Linked DNA regions of Mus musculus: region 2 is linked to region 1. A link is a contact called in public promoter capture Hi-C data. All regions are on one chromosome and are shown on one strand. The core of a region is the stretch at or near the end of the contact, and the rest is flanking DNA. Distances in the headings are between cores, read along the strand shown.

The links. Promoter capture Hi-C pulls out the DNA fragments that hold promoters and counts their contacts.
Region 2: a promoter capture Hi-C map of the C10 cell line shows a contact between it and region 1. The contact joins two enhancer-like sites. A contact is called at or near these places in 10 of 39 promoter capture datasets (the 3T3-L1 cell line, the C10 cell line, the HPC-7 cell line and 6 more), 1 of 15 datasets of contacts at CTCF or cohesin (CD8 T cells), 8 of 484 Hi-C or Micro-C datasets (the G1E-ER4 cell line, bone marrow-derived macrophages, cardiomyocytes and 5 more), 10 of 115 datasets of contacts at active chromatin or transcription factors (bone marrow-derived macrophages, embryonic midbrain, embryonic stem cells and 6 more) and 3 of 9 other capture datasets (adipose tissue, liver and pancreatic islet).

The regions. Positions count from the first base shown.
Region 1 is chr9:31,181,625-31,185,351 of GRCm38.p6, reverse strand. All of the region lies in intron 1 of Aplp2 (amyloid beta (A4) precursor-like protein 2), which reads left to right. Among named protein-coding and RNA genes, the nearest start is that of Aplp2, 28 kb to the left of the region's middle. Within about 2 kb of position 2,086, at least 8 of the 459 cell types and tissues checked have an H3K27ac peak or open chromatin away from gene starts, as enhancers often do. A contact at or near this core is called in adipose tissue, where this site is marked.
Region 2 is chr9:31,264,175-31,267,901 of GRCm38.p6, reverse strand. It overlaps a transcript of Gm7244 not described here. Among named protein-coding and RNA genes, the nearest start is that of Gm7244, 5.4 kb to the left of the region's middle. Within about 2 kb of position 1,606, at least 91 of the 459 cell types and tissues checked have an H3K27ac peak or open chromatin away from gene starts, as enhancers often do. A contact at or near this core is called in adipose tissue, where this site is marked.

The DNA.
Region 1 (3,727 bases), core at 837-3,336:
CCTGGAGACAGTCTAAACTGTTTTCAATCTTGGAAATGATACTTCATTTCTGCTTTAATATTTAAAGCTCTTAATAACAGTTAGGTTATTTGTACAAACTATTATGTCTGAAAACAACACCTAACAGTTGATATGCATCAGTCTAAGAATAATAACTTTTAGTGTTTCACATTTTTCCCTATACTTAGTTTACTGGTATTTAATTAGAATTAAGTTGGAGTATAATAAAAAAAAGGCCAAGAACTTTGAGATGTAGCCTAGAAAATGGCTCAGTGTTTGAAGATGTGAGGACCCATGATCCCAGTTCCAGCCCTGGGTCTCGTTTGGCAGGAGAGAATCAACTCATGAAGATTAGCTTCTGATCTCCACATATGTGCCATGGTGTGTGTGCGCATGCACACACCTCCCCCCTACACAGTGAATAAATGTAAAATCTTTCAACTGTAATGTCATTATTAAAAATTATTTTCTTTCTATGTTTAGAAATGTATGCCTACTTTATGTACACCATATACATGCAGAGGTCATCCGATCACCTTAAGTTGCAGTTATAAGCGACCATATGGGTTCTGGGAACTGAACCCAAGTCCTGTGTGAGAGCAAGTGTTCTTAACTACTGAGCAACCTCTCCAGCCTCATCAAATGTTATTTTTAACAAGTTTGTTTGTCTCTTTCCCCCTCTTATATTGCCTAAGAGTTCTTTTATTTTGTCAACTAGTTGAAGTGTTTGAAGGTCGAAGTTCGCCTCATGCTATTGAAGGTGATGTGAAGGTTCCCAACCTATAGGCCAAGGCCCCTTGAGGGCTGTTGAATGACCTTTTCACAGGGGTTGCATATCAAATAGTTACATTATGATTCATTATAGTAGTAAAATTATAGTTACGAAGCATTATTGAAATAATTTTATGGTTGGGCTGGTCACAAAATGAAGAAGTGTATTAAGCGTTAGGAAGATTGAGAGCCAGTGGTCTAAACCATAGTGTTTCATAGTGTGCGGCTACTTTTCTTGTTCCTGCAAAGTGCCTGCAAAGGCAATTTAAGAAAAAAGTATAATTTTGGCTAATGATTTGAGGGCATGAACATTATGATAGGTACTATGGTGTTAAGAGTAGCTCTAGGTGGGCTGGAGAGATGGCTCAGTGGTTAAGAGCACTGGCTGTACTTCCGGAAGTCCTGAGTTCAATTCCCAGCAACCACGTGGTGGCTCACAACTGTCTGTAATGGGATCTTATGCCTCTCCTAGCTATCAGGTGTACATGCAGATAACATTCATATAAATAAATGTTTTAAAAAAACCCCAAAAAACAGAAGTAGCTCTAGCTGTGACAGCAGGATTTTGGGACTTGAGATTAATTACATTGAATTCTCAGTCAGGAAGCGAAGGTAAATGCTGTGCTATGCCATCTTTGTTCTCTCTCTGACACCCCTGCCTATGAGATGTGCACACTGTGGGTATGACCTCCCAGACATGCCTAGAGGTGACATCTAAATGTCAAATCGACAGGTTTAACCAGTCACACTTTTAACAGCAACCAAATTGTTTCATATGTATAATATCTATCGTATGCTGTATTAGGACATTTGCTTCTCAGGAGTTGAGTGTGCTCTGATAATCTTTACTGCTTGTCTGATCTACAAGTGTGTCTTCCTTCCCTCACTCCTTTCACTCCCCGTCCTACCTCCTTTGAGGTAGGGTCTAGCTGTGTTGCCTACCCTTGCCTCAAGCTTTTGGACTCAAACAATCCTTCTACCCCAGCCTTCCCAGGAGCTAGGGTATAGGTACATGACACCAGACCCAGCTTGTCTTATCTTTTTGACAGATTGGATTTGTAAAATTGAAACTATGCCCTCCAGAGTGGGATCTAGGCAGTTTGACCAAGATTAAAACAAAACCACTTGGTTGTTTTGGTGGTGCTGGGATCTAACACACTGGTTGTGCGTGCTGAATAGGTGCTATTTTGATAAGCTACATCAGCCCTCAAATAGTTTTACTTTGAGTGTTTTAGGCCTTAAGACAATACTGCAGAATTCTCTGTCCAGCCATGGAATTTGTATCTTACACAACCCATCGATGGAGCACAGGAGCTTGTGTTGGCAGAGCTATGTAAATGATTGCTCTGCTTTCTCTCACCAGTGGCCTTTTCCGTTCAAGCTCCTACATTGCATTCATTTGTTGTTTGTGCCTGATCTTTCCTGATTTGTTAACAGTTCTGGTTTTTTTCCCTGACCTGTTTCCTTTAATGTCTTGTTGCTGGTGAAATGCACACTAGTGTCTGGTTAGGGTTTTCGCTCCAGTTTTCTTCCTTTTTGTAGTTACCCATAGCCTGGGAGAGATTTTTTTCTTGCCTATTATTTTTTTTAAATTTGCATACAATGTAGTTTAATTATATCCTTTCTTTTTCCCAGCTCTTTCTAGATTTATCCCCAACCCAACTTCATGGTTTTTTTCTCCAGAGACAAATATGTTGAAGTATACTCAGAACGGAATGTATTTTATTTTCTTTTGATAAGTAAATCTTTGGTGAAAAGTTTGTGAACATATATTTAAATTGTTATATTTATATTTAGAGATTGGTTTTCACTGACTGTCCTAGAACTCTGTGTAGATCAGGCTGGTTTCAGAGATCTGTCTGCCTCTGCCCAAGGTGTGTGCCACCACTGCCTGGTGATCATGAAGGCTTATTCAATACTTGAAGAGGGATGAAATAATATCTTCAAATTTTTTTCTTTTTGAAAAAGGTATAAGAACATTTGAATAAGAGTGTCTTTTGTCACTAGCTTGCAAGCCTAGCTAGAGAGCTGTTTCACTCTTTATGGGCGCTGAGCTGTTGACTCTAAAGTGGTGGAGTGTATCACTAAGCAGTGCCTTTCCATCTAAGGAAGCCTTACTTGCACAGCTGTAGGAGAAAACCCTGCCCTTGGGGAAGATGCCGCCAGTTCAGTAGGCTCTTTGTCAAACTGTAAGGCAGATTTGATTTGGGGGCAGTAAAGAAGTAGCTGCTACATACCAGCTCTGAGGTAGGAGAGCTGCGTTGGTCCCAGCAGCTTTGTGAGGGGAGACAGTTTACGAGCTCCAGCCAGGGATTGGGCTCCTGAAGTGATATTAAGGATGGACTTGTTGCAGGCCCAGACTTATGTTTTGAATATCGACTGAAAATGCTCCAACCTTCTTCAGATTATTAGGAGCACTGTCTACTAAGTTGAATTCCTTTCCTTAGATAGCTGAATTCTTTCTGAGCCAAATTAATGAAATGGGATTTCTTATTAAGAATGAATTATTAAGTAAGTGGAGGCACTGGCTAGGAAAGCAGTTGATGCAGCTTGTTTTCAAAGCCTTGAAAGTGCTACCACATGTGTGCATAGATCACAGGGCCTGCTGAAGTGCCAGTGTGTGGGTGGGGCATTCATTTTCTTTCGTAGAGCATTCCAGTTCACAGGATATCAGAAGTGCTGACTTGGCAGTGAAGTCCCATTTGTAACATGGTAGTTTAGGAAGCAGATTGATTTATGTGTTGAAGTAATGGGTCGAGGCGCTGACGGTGCTTAAGAAAATGGCGAGCACATTAAATAGCAGCATTTCTAAGGAAAGAAGCACAGACATCATACAGCAGTGACCCTGTCACTCTAGGTGAGGTCGGGTATGTTTGATTAGTTGGTTCCTACATGTGGCCCACAGAGGCCTTTTATATTTCAGAGGATACTGTCTTGAGAGTCTCTCATGACCACA
Region 2 (3,727 bases), core at 357-2,856, 83 kb before region 1:
TTTTGTGTGCAGGCAATGGCAGCCCTTAGATAGCTTTAGATGGAGGCTGTTACCTGAAAAATCAAAACAGGATTAGAGAGATGGGACTTTCTATCCCATCCCCTAAAGGTTAAGCTTTTCACCAATAGGCAATGGCCTAGTCAACGAAGCCTCCTTAAGGAGAGCTTTCATTAAAGCCGTAAGGAGCAGAATCTGGCTTAACCAGTACACGTGAGCATGTGGAAGTTCTTGAAGGGTGGTCCATCCTCCCACCTTACCCGCTGTTCCCCATCATCCGGAGCTAACCAGTATCCTCGGTAGTATCACAGCAAGTTCTGTGAGTTGCCGTAGTGACACAATAGAACCAAGGTGGAGTTGTGGGAATGCCAGCTTAGAACCGGCTGTCAGAAATGCAGGCAAACCATCTCAGGGCTGTGGTTGGCATCTTCAGTGTGCAGCAGCCTAGAGGAGTGAGCCCTCGGTCTGTGGGATCTGAGGTGTCTTTCGGAAAATAGCATATGACATGGGCTGGATTTGAGGATTATGGTTCAAAAATGCTTGCTTCCTTGCTTGCTTGCTTGCTTGCTTGCTTGCTTGCTTGCTTGCTTGCTTGCTTGTTTGCTTGCTTGCTTGGTATATATGTTGAAGATCCTATACATTTTGTCCCAGAAGTCTACTCCATTATATTAAAGTATGACAGGAAAAACTGAATTTGGAGGTTTCTTCAATAAATCCTCAGAGCTGTTCATTCTGTTTGTAGTGACCTCATTTGAAAGTGGGTTGTGTGGGAAAAGCCTTTATCAGAGATATGTCATTGATTCCTGAGAATCAACAACCCAGAAGGGAAACAGAGGCAAGAAAGATCCTTAAGAAATAGAGGGGACATAAGAAGGAAAAGGGCCTCTTCAACCTTCCTAGCTCTGGTCTGTCACCCTGACTAGCCTATCCCAGGCGTCTTCAATGCTGGCCAGACCACCAGCAGAACTTGACTCCCCTTATTGAGAGATAACCAGAAATGTAAGTGGTAAAGATGGCTAATGAGAGGCTGGAGAAATGGCTCAGGGGGTGACAACAGTTCTTCCAGGGGAACCAGGTTCAGCACCCCCTTGGCAGCTTACAGCTGTTCCAGGGGTTCCAACAGCCCCACACAGACACACATGCAGTCAAAAACAACAAACAGAGCACATAACATAAAAATAAATGATTTTTTAAAATACAGCTAATGAACTACTGTGTGAGTGCAACCTCCCTGTGGCATACTAATAGGTGGTTATGATTTCTTTGATGTTATAGCTGTGGTGATATAGCTCTGCTATCCTTCCCACCTCCAATAGTCTCCCTTCCAAGAATAGAACTCTGAGAATAAGAAAGAGGAACTCGGCAGTACATACTCCATCTAACTCTGAAACTTAGGTTCAGATAAAGTAGCTTTGAAGCCGTCAGATCACTCGAGCAGCTAACGCTGAGACCCTTTGGTGTGTTTCTCTCCTAACACCCCACTTGACTCTTTCCAATGCACCTTGCTTTCTGCTTAGCCCCAAAACTCCCTAAGGTTCCTTTCTTCTCAGTCATCCCAGGAGTCTTCTCTGTGACACCCAGAACTCAGCTACACTTGAACAGAGTTTCCCATCCCCAGGGGGATTCTTCAAGCACCCAGCAGGCAACAGCCTGCTGAATTTCCTGCTGCCTGTGACAAAGCCTTAGCCTGTGAGAAATGCTGGAAAGCATCCAACTCAAATAAAGCCCTCAGCGTTTAGAAACCTCATACAGAAAAGACATTCATGAATGCAGTGAATGTGGAAAACCCCTTAGGCAAGGCAATACCTCTTAGATTTGAGGGGAATGTATGTAGGAGAGAAAGAACATCTGTGGGCTGGACATAACTGAGTATTTTTTCCTTCCCCCAAATGATATTCTCTCTATGTATTTTCTTGCCTCCCTCTAACTGGCTGAAAATTAAAACTTGGACCTCCCATGTGCAAGAAAACCATTTGTACATCTGGTCTACCTCCTCAGGTCACCGAACATTATCTTGAATCCCATTACCCATTCTATATTTAAGAATCCATACAATCCGGGAATGATTGGTGGGAACCTCTAATCCCAGCACTCAGGAGGCAGAAGCAGGTGGATTTATGTGAGTTTTAGGTCAATGTGGTGTATATAGAGAGTTTCAGACCAGCCAGAGCTCCACAGCGAGACCCTGTCTCCAAAATTAGAAGAATCCATGGACAAATGATAAACATGGAGGCATGCCAGCTCTAGTGAATACTGCACACTCACAGGTCTTAGGATGGCAGGAAAGCTACTTCATTGTCAAGCCTCCTTAGCTAGAAGCAATACCTCATTAAAGATAAAAACCTTTGTACTGGGAAGGAACCCCACATATGTAGCAAATGCAGTAATCTCCAGCCCAAAGAAAAACTTCCCTGATAATCAGCTATTACACACAGGGAGAATTTTGAATGTCATAGGCATGAAAAGGCTTTTTAGAAAGAAGCCATGAGTAGGACTAGGGATATAACTCAACAGTAGAGTGCTTGTCTAGCATGCTTCTCTCTTACTCGATCATCAGGAACACACACACATATGTACACATACATTAAACACCAGAGACTTTTTTTTTTGGCTTTTAGAGACAGGGTTTCTCTGTGTAGCCCTGGCTGTCCTGGAACTCACTCTGTAGACCAGGCTGGCCTTGAACTCAGAAATCCGCCTGCCTTTGCCTCCCAAGTGCTGGGATTAAAGGCGTGCGCCACCACTGCCACACCAGAGACTTCATAATGAAGACAAACCCTGCATGTGTAAGGAAGGCAAGAAATCACTCACTCAACGCCAAACTGGATCTCCCTTTTAAATTCATACTTGTGGTATGCTCTATAAAACTTGTCTTATTTTGTCTTGGTTTGGGTATGGTAGCTTGGGCCTATAATCCCAGCACTTGGCAAGTATAGGCAGGAACATAGTGAAGGCCTGGGCTAGCAGAAAGCCTGTCTCAAAATGAGCCAAATCAAACCAAAACATAGTAATGAGTGTGGTATGATCATGAGGAAATACTGAGGCAGTGTGACACTAAGCACTCCGTGAATGCACCAACAGGCCTGGTTTAGTTGAGTTGCTTCTTATGCATGCAAGAACCATACTAGCAACTCTAAAGTCCTGGTCTTCCGCGCCTTTAATCCCAGTCCTCCGGAGGAAAAGCCAGGTGGATCTCTGTGAGTTCCAGGAAAACCTGGTTTGTATAAGGCGTTCCAGGACAGCCAGAGCTTCATAGTGAGACCCTGTCTTGAAACGAACAAACCATACATGTAACACATACTATGAGTGTGCAAAAACCTTCTTTTAGGCACTGCTTTGAGTTTGAGTACTGAAAACAAAAGAAAAAACTGATTTTAGTGATCTAGGGACAACTCAGAATATGTACCACATTGGACACAAGTGAACATACACTCACTAAAACCTTACAAATACTTTGGAAAAGTTTCACCAGGAATTCCTATTTTATAACATAATAGAAGTCTTTCTTCCTTCTTTCCTTCCTCCCTCCCTCCCTCCCTCCGCTCCCTCCCTCTCTCCCTCCCTCCCTCCCTCCCTCCCTCCCTCCCTTCCTTCCTTCCTTCCTTCCTTCCTTCCTTCCTCCCTTCCTTTTTCCTTTGAGACATCTCAAGTAGACCAGGCTGACCTCAAAGTTGCTAAGTAGTTGAAGATGACTTTGAACTACTGATCCTCCTGCCTCCACTGTCCAATT